2 separate regions of the Mus musculus genome follow, and region 2 is linked to region 1. The links are chromatin contacts, called in public HiChIP or PLAC-seq maps. All regions are on one chromosome and are shown on one strand. The core of a region is the stretch at or near the end of the contact, and the rest is flanking DNA. Distances in the headings are between cores, read along the strand shown. Region 1 has its middle 170 kb from the start of Il3ra. Region 2 has its middle 70 kb from the start of Slc4a7.

The links. HiChIP or PLAC-seq counts read pairs in DNA pulled down with a chosen protein or histone mark.
Region 2: a RAD21 HiChIP or PLAC-seq map of pro-B cells shows a contact between it and region 1, with 2.2 times the contacts expected there. The contact joins two enhancer-like sites. A contact is called at or near these places in 1 of 15 datasets of contacts at CTCF or cohesin (pro-B cells), 4 of 484 Hi-C or Micro-C datasets (muscle stem cells, myocytes, nephron progenitors and 1 more) and 1 of 115 datasets of contacts at active chromatin or transcription factors (fibro-adipogenic progenitors).

Annotation. Positions count from the first base shown.
Region 1 is chr14:14,511,891-14,517,183 of GRCm38.p6, reverse strand. No RefSeq gene overlaps it. Among named protein-coding and RNA genes, the nearest start is that of Il3ra, 170 kb to the right of the region's middle. Within about 2 kb of position 3,498, at least 44 of the 459 cell types and tissues checked have an H3K27ac peak or open chromatin away from gene starts, as enhancers often do. A contact at or near this core is called in muscle stem cells, pancreatic cancer cells and pro-B cells, where this site is marked.
Region 2 is chr14:14,630,620-14,636,038 of GRCm38.p6, reverse strand. No RefSeq gene overlaps it. Among named protein-coding and RNA genes, the nearest start is that of Slc4a7, 70 kb to the left of the region's middle. Within about 2 kb of position 2,773, at least 282 of the 459 cell types and tissues checked have an H3K27ac peak or open chromatin away from gene starts, as enhancers often do. A contact at or near this core is called in muscle stem cells, pancreatic cancer cells and pro-B cells, where this site is marked.

The DNA of each region.
Region 1 (5,293 bases), core at 2,249-4,748:
ACATTGTTTGGAGAGGGTTTTTTTTTATATTTATTTATTTATTATATGTAAGTACACTGTAGCTGTCTTCAGACATCCCATAAGAGGGCATCAGATCTCACTACAGATGGTTGTGAGCCAGCATGTGGTTGCTGGGATTTGAACTCACAACCTTCAGAAAAAGTTGGTGCTCTTAACTGCTAAGCTATCTCTCCAGCCCAAAATTAGATAAATTTTATTTTATTTTATTTTATTCTATTTATTTATTTATTTATTTATTTATTTATTTATTTTTAGACAGGGTTTCTCTGAATATCCCTGGCTGTCCTGGAACTCACTTTGTAGACTGGCCTCGAACTCAGAAATCCTCCTGCCTCTGCCTCCCCGGTGCTGGGATTAAAGGCATGTGCCACCACCACCCAGTGAATTCTTTAAGATCAAGAAACCTGTAAGAAGCAGGTTGAAGTCATCTCAAGCATATATAGTCCTCCCTCTTTTTGTTATTTTTTTTTCTAAATCAAAACCTCTCATCTACTAACAAGAAATTTTAATAAAAAAATATAACTTAAGAACCTTAGGTAGGAGATGGGAGGTACCAAATGAGTATAAAATTATGTAGACAACAAGCTCAGAGAGAGGATGGTGGTCAGTTCTTACTCAGTGGTCAAGCGATCCCCAAAGCATCACTGTGTGCTTTTCTATCCCCAAAAGATAAGCAGAAGGGAATCAGCAAAGGAAAGGCCTTTGATCAGACCAGTGACTAGAACCTAGCAATTCTGGAATGTAAAACGCTGGAGCTACATAAGCTGTACCACCTCAGCAGGACTGCATCCAGGTCCCGTGGAGCTGAATATTCTGCAACGTAAGGGTTTGTGTTTAAGAAAAGGAATACTAGGTGTGAACACTTAGTATATACTACCATGGATATTTATTTGTAATGGGGAAATGTACACCAAGTTGTCATAGTTCTTGAGAATTTCTTTTAGGATGTCACTGAAACTTGCCAAAATATATAAGACTGAGAAGACTGTCTCCTCTTCCTTACCATCCAGAGTGTGTACGGACAGCGCATGCAAATGAGAGGTCCTGGTCCTGCCCTGGGATTAAAGCTCCTCTTTGTGTGCAGCTGCTCCCACCCTAGCAAATGTCACTTTCTGTTCTTCTACTTTAATAAATGTCCACAAGCCTTCCAAATGTAATATAACACGCTCTCTTTCCGTGTAAAGGGTGAAGGGTGGGACACAGCTCAGCACAGAATGTTGTCTAGTATGTAGGGGATCGTGGGCTGGATGTCCAGCAAAGCAAACAGAAAAATAAAAGGAAAGGTCCAGGAGATATAGTTTTGGCATTTCTCTTAGTAGGCAAGGAATTTTTTTTCCCTATAGTAAAAATGACTGAAGAGAACCTACAGATGAAAAGTTTAATACTTTCATATATTTGTGGAGCTGTGAGGATTTGGGTTGGCCAGTATTTCCCCAAACACTTTCATCCAAAAGTGTATAAGTTTTAAGCCACACTGGAAAGAGCAATGCTTATCAGCCATGCACTGTTCTGAAATGCTTTACTCCTGCCAGTGACCCAGGGAGGTGGCACTGTAGCATGAATCCGCAGAAAAAAACTGCAAGTGTCAGACAGCATAGATGTGTAGACTAATCTATAGTCTGTTTTCCTTCTAGTCAGGGCCCGACCACAGTGAGATGAGAACTGTGGCTAGTGCCTGGCCTCAGACTGCCACAGTGTGATAAAGGCCATGCCAGGAGCTGCAAAACAGGGATTCTTTGTGCCTTGGAAAACCTTGTGGTGGTGGCTCCTTCTCAAGTTAGGTTCACAGTAAAAGCTGGATTGGAGGATGATATCCTGCCTACTCTGGCATCTTTCTCCCAGTTTGTAGTGGGTTTGGCCTAATGCTTCTTGTATTCTAGTGTTAATGTGGGTTCCTCAAAACTGCTTGCATGAGAAAGTCTGTGAGTAAGACACTGAGGCACCCTGCCCCCAGTTAATTCTGCTTCATAAATAAAGATGCCAGCCGCCAATAGCTGGGGATATGAAACATAGACAGGGTTTAGGTCTCCTGGGCTTGGGGCCACTAGCAAGGTGGAGGAAAAGGAGGAGGAGGAGGAGGGAGCCAAAAATACATAAAATATATATGAAAACCATGCCTTAGAGAAGAGTGAGCAGAAGGGGAGAGAGACAGAGCCACCATGGGAGAAAGAGAAGCAAGAAGAGGACCCTGGGCTCTGGGCCAAGAGAATGTAGCCCAGAGGGCTGACTAATTGGAGTTAAGAATAGCCAGATGAAACCTAGTAAGTAATAATAGGGTTATGGATAGGAGGTAGATTCTAACAGCGTGGAGGCTAGGCAACTACCCAGCTATTGTGCTACATGAGGTATATTAAAATACAAAGGCTGTGTGTGTGTGTGTGTGTGTGTGTGTGTGTGTGTGTGTGTGTGTGTCTTTCATTTGGAACATAAATGGTCAAAGTTGGGAAGGAAACCTGCAAAAAACCTGAATCATTAAATATTACTTAACAACAACACCTCCCACCTCTCCTGTCACTCCAGGCCAAACAGCTCACAGTTTTAACTATTGCACAAGATGGGAAGTTAGGATGGCTGAGGAGAAGAGATAATAGGAATAAAAAGAGGCTATAGTTTTAGATAAAATAAATTTTAAAAAAGGGATGAGGAGGTAATTTCTAAACTGATTGCCTTGCAAATATGAGTTGGATTCTCAGAACTATGTTTTTGGTTGATTTTTAAACTAGGTATCATTTCATACTCTTGTACTCCCAGCCCAGAGGAGGCAGAGGCAGTGTTGTGCTTCTTGCTGCTTACTGATCGGCTAGCCTAGCCTACTTAGCAAGCTCCAAGACAGTCAGAAAGGCTTTCCCTCTCTCCCCTCTTCTTCTCCCCCTGCCCCCAAGCACTCCAAGATTATCCTCTGGCCTCCTCATGCATGTCTAAACACATGCACCTTTACACACACAGTTGCATACACATATGTGCACAAACACAGACAAATCTAAAGGAAAAAAATGGCTCCATTATATATGGGGATATAACCTGGTGTGGGCAGTAGAAATTTAGTGGGAAAATATCACTGTTGAAATTCTTCAACATACCAAGAATACTTATATCATTCTTGCCTCCTTTCAAGTTACCCAACTAGATACTCTCAATTAAATAGAATATTGGAAAAATACTGTAATAAGATGTGCCAACTAAGAAAAATTAGATTTGCAATATATGTAATCGAAAGCCATATGTCACCCATTGTCCACTCATGAATAAAGTCCAAACAAACCAAACCAAACCAAACCAGGGTTCACAGAGAAAAAGAAAATTCTCCAGGTTCCCAGAATGTATCACCAGACTTCGGGTTATTATAATAACGGTTTTCTACAGCTATTCTGTGGTAAAGACAGATTTCCTGTGGTAAAGACAGAGTAAACAACAGACTCAAACCACCAAGCTCTCAGGACAAGTCCTCAGGGGCCCAGTTCTCCAGTCAAGGACACAGTAACATCTGGGATACTGTGCCACAGTCTTTCTTTACACAAGCACCTGAGCAGCAAACAGGGCTTCCTCTCACTATTGCTCAAACCTGCCTGTGAAGTAGGAGCTGGAGACTGATTTACGGAGCATTTGCAAAATGAATTGGATTTGCTCTGTTTATTTTTCCACCATCTCCTCCCATCACAAATATAAAAAGCAAACAGGAAAGAAAACAAACAAAAAACCAAAATGTTTCCAGAAAATCAGACTTTACAGCTTCTAAAAGCATACAATGCGGAGACAATGGGGCATAGCACAAATTATCCTACAGAACACCACTGAGTGTCTCTTTTCTGTCTCCCACCAGCTATGACTAGGTAGGAAGTCAAGGCTTGAAGAGAAGTAGACCTGTCATCATGCTTTGTAGAGACTGTTGCCATGGGAACCTGCCTGTCAGATCAAATGCTCAGCATCTTTAAGCAGTACATCCTACATTCTTCTGACCCAGAGGACTATTGGCTAGAAAGGGGAAAGAAAGGAGGGGCCAGCGAATAGAGTTCTGAAAAAGAGAGATTTTCTTCACTATGCTAGAGGTAGATGGAAGGTAGCTGGGCTCTAGATCTACTTTCTCCTGTCTCCATCAGAAAGTCCATCCATGTAGCTGCCGCTCATGTTAGTTTCTTGTTGGGGGTCAGTCGTGTGCTGCTATGTACTCAAATGCTAAGTACTGGTCCCTATGAGCAGATCTTCATATACACCAAGTGATGCTATGTAAACTTTGCTCCCCAATTTAAAACTATTGGTTAAATAAAGGTGTCTACAGCCAATTACTGGGGAGATTAGAGGTAGGTAGAGTTTCAGTTATGGGGCTGGGGGTTGCAGGTAGGACCCATGACAGAAGGAGAGGTAGGAGAGTGAAGGAGGAAGAAGACAAAGACAACAGGAGGTCTATGTTAGATGTGATGGACTGGAAGCACGTGCCCTACTGAAATGCCCTATTCTCTGCCCCCCAAGACAGACTGCTGGAGCAGAAGTAACCTAGGCGAGGTTCAAACAAGTGTTTGGGGAGCACAGTTGGGAATTAACAGTCTAGCAGAGGCAGGCGTGGTGGCGCACACCTTTAATCCCAGCACTTGGGAGGCAGAGGCAGGCAGATTTCTGAGTTTGAGCCCAACCTGGTCTACAGAGTGAGTTCCAGGACAGCCAGGGCTAAACAGAGAAACCCTGTCTCGAAAAACCAAAACCAACCAACAAAACAAACAAACAAAAACCAAAAAAACCAGTCTAGCAAATAGAAATATAGATTAGGGATAATCCCCCAGTAATTGTGCAGGAGCTAATTAAATAATCTATAGGACTCTGCCTTGGCTATTGGGGGGCTTGCCAGGTCATATTAATAATTAATAAAGTTTATTAAAATCTGTAGTGGTGAATAGTTAAACTGCACTGGGCTCCTGGTGGTGAGCACACTTCCTGCTTCCTGCCAGAGTTCTCTGGATTCACAAATGAAAGAAACACACATGCAGCTCTTATATTTTGATATGCCTTGATTAGCTCAAAGGTTGGGCACTTTGAAACCTCCCCGCTGTTTGCACACACTCCCCTCTGGTATTCCTGAGTCAACACTTTCTAAATCTGTATTTTATCTTTGCTGCCCTGTTTCCTTCTGGGCAGCCTCCCATCGGGCCACGTTCCCTTTGCACCCATATTGTTGCATGGTTTCTCTCCTGCAGCTTTTGAATCTGATCTCCATGCTTTCGTGTCATGGTGATTCTGTTCCTTCTCCCTCTTGCCCAAGAATCCTAAAAGTCCTGCCACT
Region 2 (5,419 bases), core at 1,524-4,023, 120 kb before region 1:
TAATGTTGATCTTCCCTAAACTGAGTCCTATTACTACTTCTATATCTAAACTTAGGAAAAGAACTAGATATATGAGTCCCAACCTACCCCCACGTGAGCAAGCACACATATACACACACATACACTATTTGTATACCACATATGTCCATTCAGTAAATTGTTCTTGGGGCCTACTGTATGGCCTTGTTGGGGGTAGTGTGTCATTGGTGCAGGCTTTGAGATTTCAGAAGCCCAAGCCAGACCAGAGTCTCTCTCTTCTTGCTGCCTGAATACCCAATGTAAACTTTCAGGTGCTTCTCTACCCTGCCATGATGGCAATGGGTTAAACCTTTGAGACTGTAAGCCAGTCTCAATGAAATGCTTTCTTTTATATGAGTTGCCATAGCCATGATGTCTCTTCATGGCAATAGAACATTGATCAAGAGAATCACGGTATTTATCACACAGACTAAGACATTCACCATGCCAGACCAATGTATGCAAAGATCCATTCTAGGTGCTTAGATACAACAGTGAACAAAACCAATATCCCTGCTTTGAGCAGCTCAGTTCTCATAGGGAGTGGAAACACTCTGAACTAGATATTTCAATTCTGGAGGAATAGGGCAAACCATACCTCTAACAAGATGCCAAGTTCCTTGAAGGGCAGAGCTGATTTGTTCTTGCTATATGGCCCAACAGTAGCCCCCAGGAAGCACATTCCATCTATGATCTCTCCAGACATTACGGAATGATTGTACATTTGTTTTACTTTATGTGTATGTATGAATGTCTGTGTCAGTGTCTGTCACATGTGGGAATGTCAGAAGAATGAGCAACCCCTGGAGCTAGAATTATAGACACATATGAACTGTCTGGGTGGGTGATAAAGTCCTCTAGAAGAGCCACATGTACTCTTAACCCTGGGGCTATCTTCTCAACCCCATTTGAGTTTTTGAGGCCAAGTCTTATAAATCCTAGGGTGGCTTCAAACTCCCTTTGTAGAAAGATGGCTTCTGGTCCTCCTATGTCCAGGGTCTACAGATATGTGTCAACATGCCTGCTGGGGATTGACCTGAAGACTTCATACATGCTAGGCAAGCATTTAACCAACTAAGATACACACTCAGCCCTTACTTAAAAACATAAACTCCAGTTTGCAGCACTTTGTCATCTCATCTGTGAGGTATGAACTCATTTCTTTTTTTCTCTGAAACTGGCCTCTTCTGCACAGAAAGGACTACCACACTTTCAAATACTATGCTTTTGCAAGAGACCACAGGATTCATAATCAATGTCTATCCTGAAAAGCTCCATGGCAGCTGTGCAGGAGGTGTGATGTGAGTCTGGTACAACTTGGTAGGTAGCTCATAGCTAAAGAACCAAGCCAGCATGGGAGACACGCCCCAGAGGCTTGATTCTTAGCTATACCAAACATTGAACTTAGGAGCAGAATGAGCTGCTGTGATAACATCTGACACTATCTCATTGGTCCCCTTTCTGAGAAGGTGTACTCAATATTAAGTAAGATGCAAGCTGAATTATTCTGGAAAGAGCAGATAGATAAAGTTAGCCAGAGACAGGTTTGTTAGCCACAAAGACACAATTAGGTGTGTTGATTTGGAATAGGCCTTGAGTGTCTCTTACATATATGTGTGTACAAAGTAATTAGTTCAGGAGTTCATTTGTAATAACCTAAGATACTTATCTTGAAAAACAAGGCAGTGTGACTCAAGAAAGAGCTCAGCAGTTAAGAACACTTCTTGTTCTTGCAGAGGACCCAGGTTTGTTTCCCAGAATCCTCATGGTGGGGGTCAATTATCTGTAACTCCAGTTCCAGGGGGATATAGCGCCCCTTCTGGCCACAGGAAGCAGTTTCTCCACATTCTGTACTAGACATCTATTTGGGCAAAACACCCATACACGGAGAATATAAACAAACAAACAAACAAACAAACAAACAAACAGCAAACTCAAGAAAACAAGACATGGATTCTGTTTACTTTTAAATGTCAATGCCCCAGGAAGACAGCCCCAAGTTTATCTGTTTTCCTCTTTGTAGTGAGGTGATGAGGTGCTTTCTCCTATAAATGAGAGAGGGAGCAGGTAACACTCTTTTCTTCCTCAGTGGTCAGGCTGAGAAGCCCCAGGCTTGGTTTTCATGGTCCAGACATTTCAGCCAAGTATCTGTACAGGCACCTGTATTTATGCTGTATTATGTTTCTATGTATTTATGCTAGGAATGGCAGTCTCCTGCTGCATACAAAAGGCCCAGTTTCAAATTTCAATCTCCACATTCCACTGGGCTGAAATTCAAAGCTTTTGCGGGTCTCCCTGAAGGCTTCTGGCTCAGTTGGGCTTGGACTGTGGACTCGGCTGCCCTGCCAGCCCCCCAGCCACAGCCACCTATTTTTACTTTGGCCACTCTTTCCGCTTGCCTAGGTCACATCCTTAAAAGACTCAGCCGTTCTCAACTCTCTTCTTCCTCTTTCCCGCTGTAGTTTTCAAATCTTACACACTTACCAAAGAAAGAGCGAATCTCAAAGTAAAGGCGGACGTATAAAATCAAGCCACCAACGCCCAAGTCCCACTTCTAAACGCCACAGATATTTGTTTCTTTTTACTCATTGCACCCCCCACCCCCTCCCGACTGAGAGGAGCAACGGCAGGAAGGGTGGTGACTCAAAGCCAGAGCCCCAAAAAACAAACACCCACGAATGACTCAGAAGCCGGAGCCGGGGAGATTCCAAGGTTTTCCTTACTATAAAATTCATGTGTAGACAGCACCACTGGACCTGTGGGCTCCTTAGAGCCTCGCCACCCCGCCCCTGAGAGGGAGTTTACTGGGTCAGAGAAGGGTGGATAGGACTCGAATTTCTTTTGCCAAATGTCGAGAAAATCCAACATATCCTGTATGAGTCAAAGTGCTTCGCATCTGCTTTAGAGTCTTAGTCACTGCTCTCGCCCCCTTGACTTAATTGTGATTTTAATTAGATGAATGCCTTAGAAGAGGAGGTGGAGGCCTTTCATCTAAAGCGGGGTTTTTTTTTTTTTTCCAGGCTGTGTGGTCTTTTGTTGGCTACTTGGATCTTATAATGATAAAAGGATTACTTTTATTTTAGCACTCCCCCCACCTCCCTCCCCACCCCTGCTTCGCGAAAGTTTAAAGGACCTGAACTTCGAATTTACATTTTTTTATGCCAAAGATGACGGTTTTGTGACAAAACGCTTTGAATTCCCGAGATGAAAGAGAACTCATAAAGAGAAGTTAGCCTCGCTTAATTTCTAAGCAGCTTTTGACATACATGTGTAGACAGATGTAATTCGAGGCAGCTGAGGTTAACTTCTGTGCGCTCCCTCTCTCTAGCCGAATGGAGCGACCTCTTCCTTTCACTCCTCTTCCTGAGCCAGACAGAGCCTATGTGGCCACAGTCAGGCTTGAGTAGTGGAGACACGGGCACCCGCTCCGAGCTCACACCCCGGCCCAGTGCTTTGGCGGGGCTGTGCTGTGGGGGTGGGCACTGTCTCCTTGGGGAAGGAAGAAAAGTGTAGGTCAGAAGGGCAAAAGCGTTCGGGAGGTCTTGCTGGCTTGACTTCCAAAGTCTCCCTGATTGTTGGTGTGATTCTTAGCTTAGGAGACACAGTGTTTGTTAGTCATTCACACTGGGATGATATTTAAATATCCCCAAGAGATTTGGAAGTTGCTTTTGTTCCTACCTGCAGTAGGCACTATCTGTTTCACTCCTGCCCTGTTTCTTCTTAGTTTCACACGTTACTTAACACACACGTGCAACAATGGGTTACCGCAGGAAAATGGAAAATTCCAGCTGTTATTTAAACCATGGGATCCTGAGGGTCCTGCTTAATGTTTCTTTTACCTTTTTTTGTGTTTTCAGGAGAAAACACAAAGGACTTGAACTTGCTCATTGGCTTTCTCTAAGGTTCGGAAGCAACCGAGCTGTACAGTTAAAAGGCAGATGAATGATAATTGCTATCTTCCAAGCCAGTTGATAGAGTCTGTCTGTGGAGGGGAGGTTTAGCTGGCGCCCTGGCTTGGATGTGAACCCTACAGGCTCCCATATTCATTTCGAGCTGATAGCTTGGGGGAAGGGAGGCTCCACAGTAAATTAGGAGGTGGGGCAGAGCAGGAAGAAATGGGCTGCTGGGGAAACAAACCCTGAGAGCTCTAGTCCTTCTTTCCTTCCCGAGGAGTCACAAGCCATGCTACAAGCTCCTTCACAGGTGGAAGCTCCCTGCAGAGGCGTCTCCACCACCTAGCCATCTCCAACCCCAAGGATTGTATTTGCTTCTTAGATCAGTTTCTGGTTTCCTTAGACTTGTCCTCTACTTGTTTGGTGGTACTACTACTACTACTACTACTACTACTACTACTATTTTGGAGACAGGATCTCAATATGTATAGCTTAGGCTGGCCTTGAGTTTGGGTGTTTCTAGTCAATCTCCTGACTATTTCTCGTCTGTCACTGAGACCCCCATTTCCCAAGCATGCACATGTGTACTATATAGCACCTGTACATGCTCAGGTAGGTAGGCCAGAGATAGATACTGGAAGGCTTTCCTTGACTGCTTTCCACCTCAGTTCTTTGGGACAGGGTCTCTCAGTGAGCCGGAAGCTCTCCAGTCTTGAGATCCAAACTCAGGCTCCCCTTCCCTTATAGGATGTGGACTGAGTACACAGCTCTCCACCCCAACACATGTTTTCATTCTTCCTTCTTATTGAAATCTTTTTACACAGTATATTTTGATCATATTCTTTTCCCTCCCCAATCCATCCCAGATAGCCTGCCCACCTCCCTACCACCCAACTTCATGTTCTCTCTTTCTCAAAAGACAAAACAAAACAAAATGAAAGTCAAAGATAACTAAAAAAGAAAAACATAAAATAATGAACAGTAAAACAAAACAAAAAACAAGAGCCAATTTGAACGTGGGCGCTCTCACCTCTCTCTCTCTCTCTCTCTCTCTCTCTCTCTCTCTCTCTCTCCTCTCTCTCCCACACACACTCCTCACACACACACACACAGAGTCCATTTTGTGTTGGTCAATTACTTTTGTGCATGAGCCCTGCCCTAGAATATGATTGGTATAGCCAGTGACAGTGTCCACGTCCCCTTGTCAGCGCTGGGATTTTTGTCTGGCTTGAATCTGTGCAGGTCTTGTGCATGCTGTCAGAGTCTGTGTAAATTTATGTGTGTGGTATGTATGTGTGGTATTCGTAATATGTGGGGTGTGTGTTTTTGTGTTTGTGTATAGTATGGAATGTGTGTGGTGTGTGTTGGGGGTATGTGGGTTTGTGCATGTGTTTGATGGTGTTTGTATGTGTATGTGTGTGTGTGTGTGTGTGTGTGTGTGTGTGTGTGTGCATGGTGTGGTGTGGTGGTGGTGGTGGTGGTGGTGGTGGTGTATGTGTGTATAATGT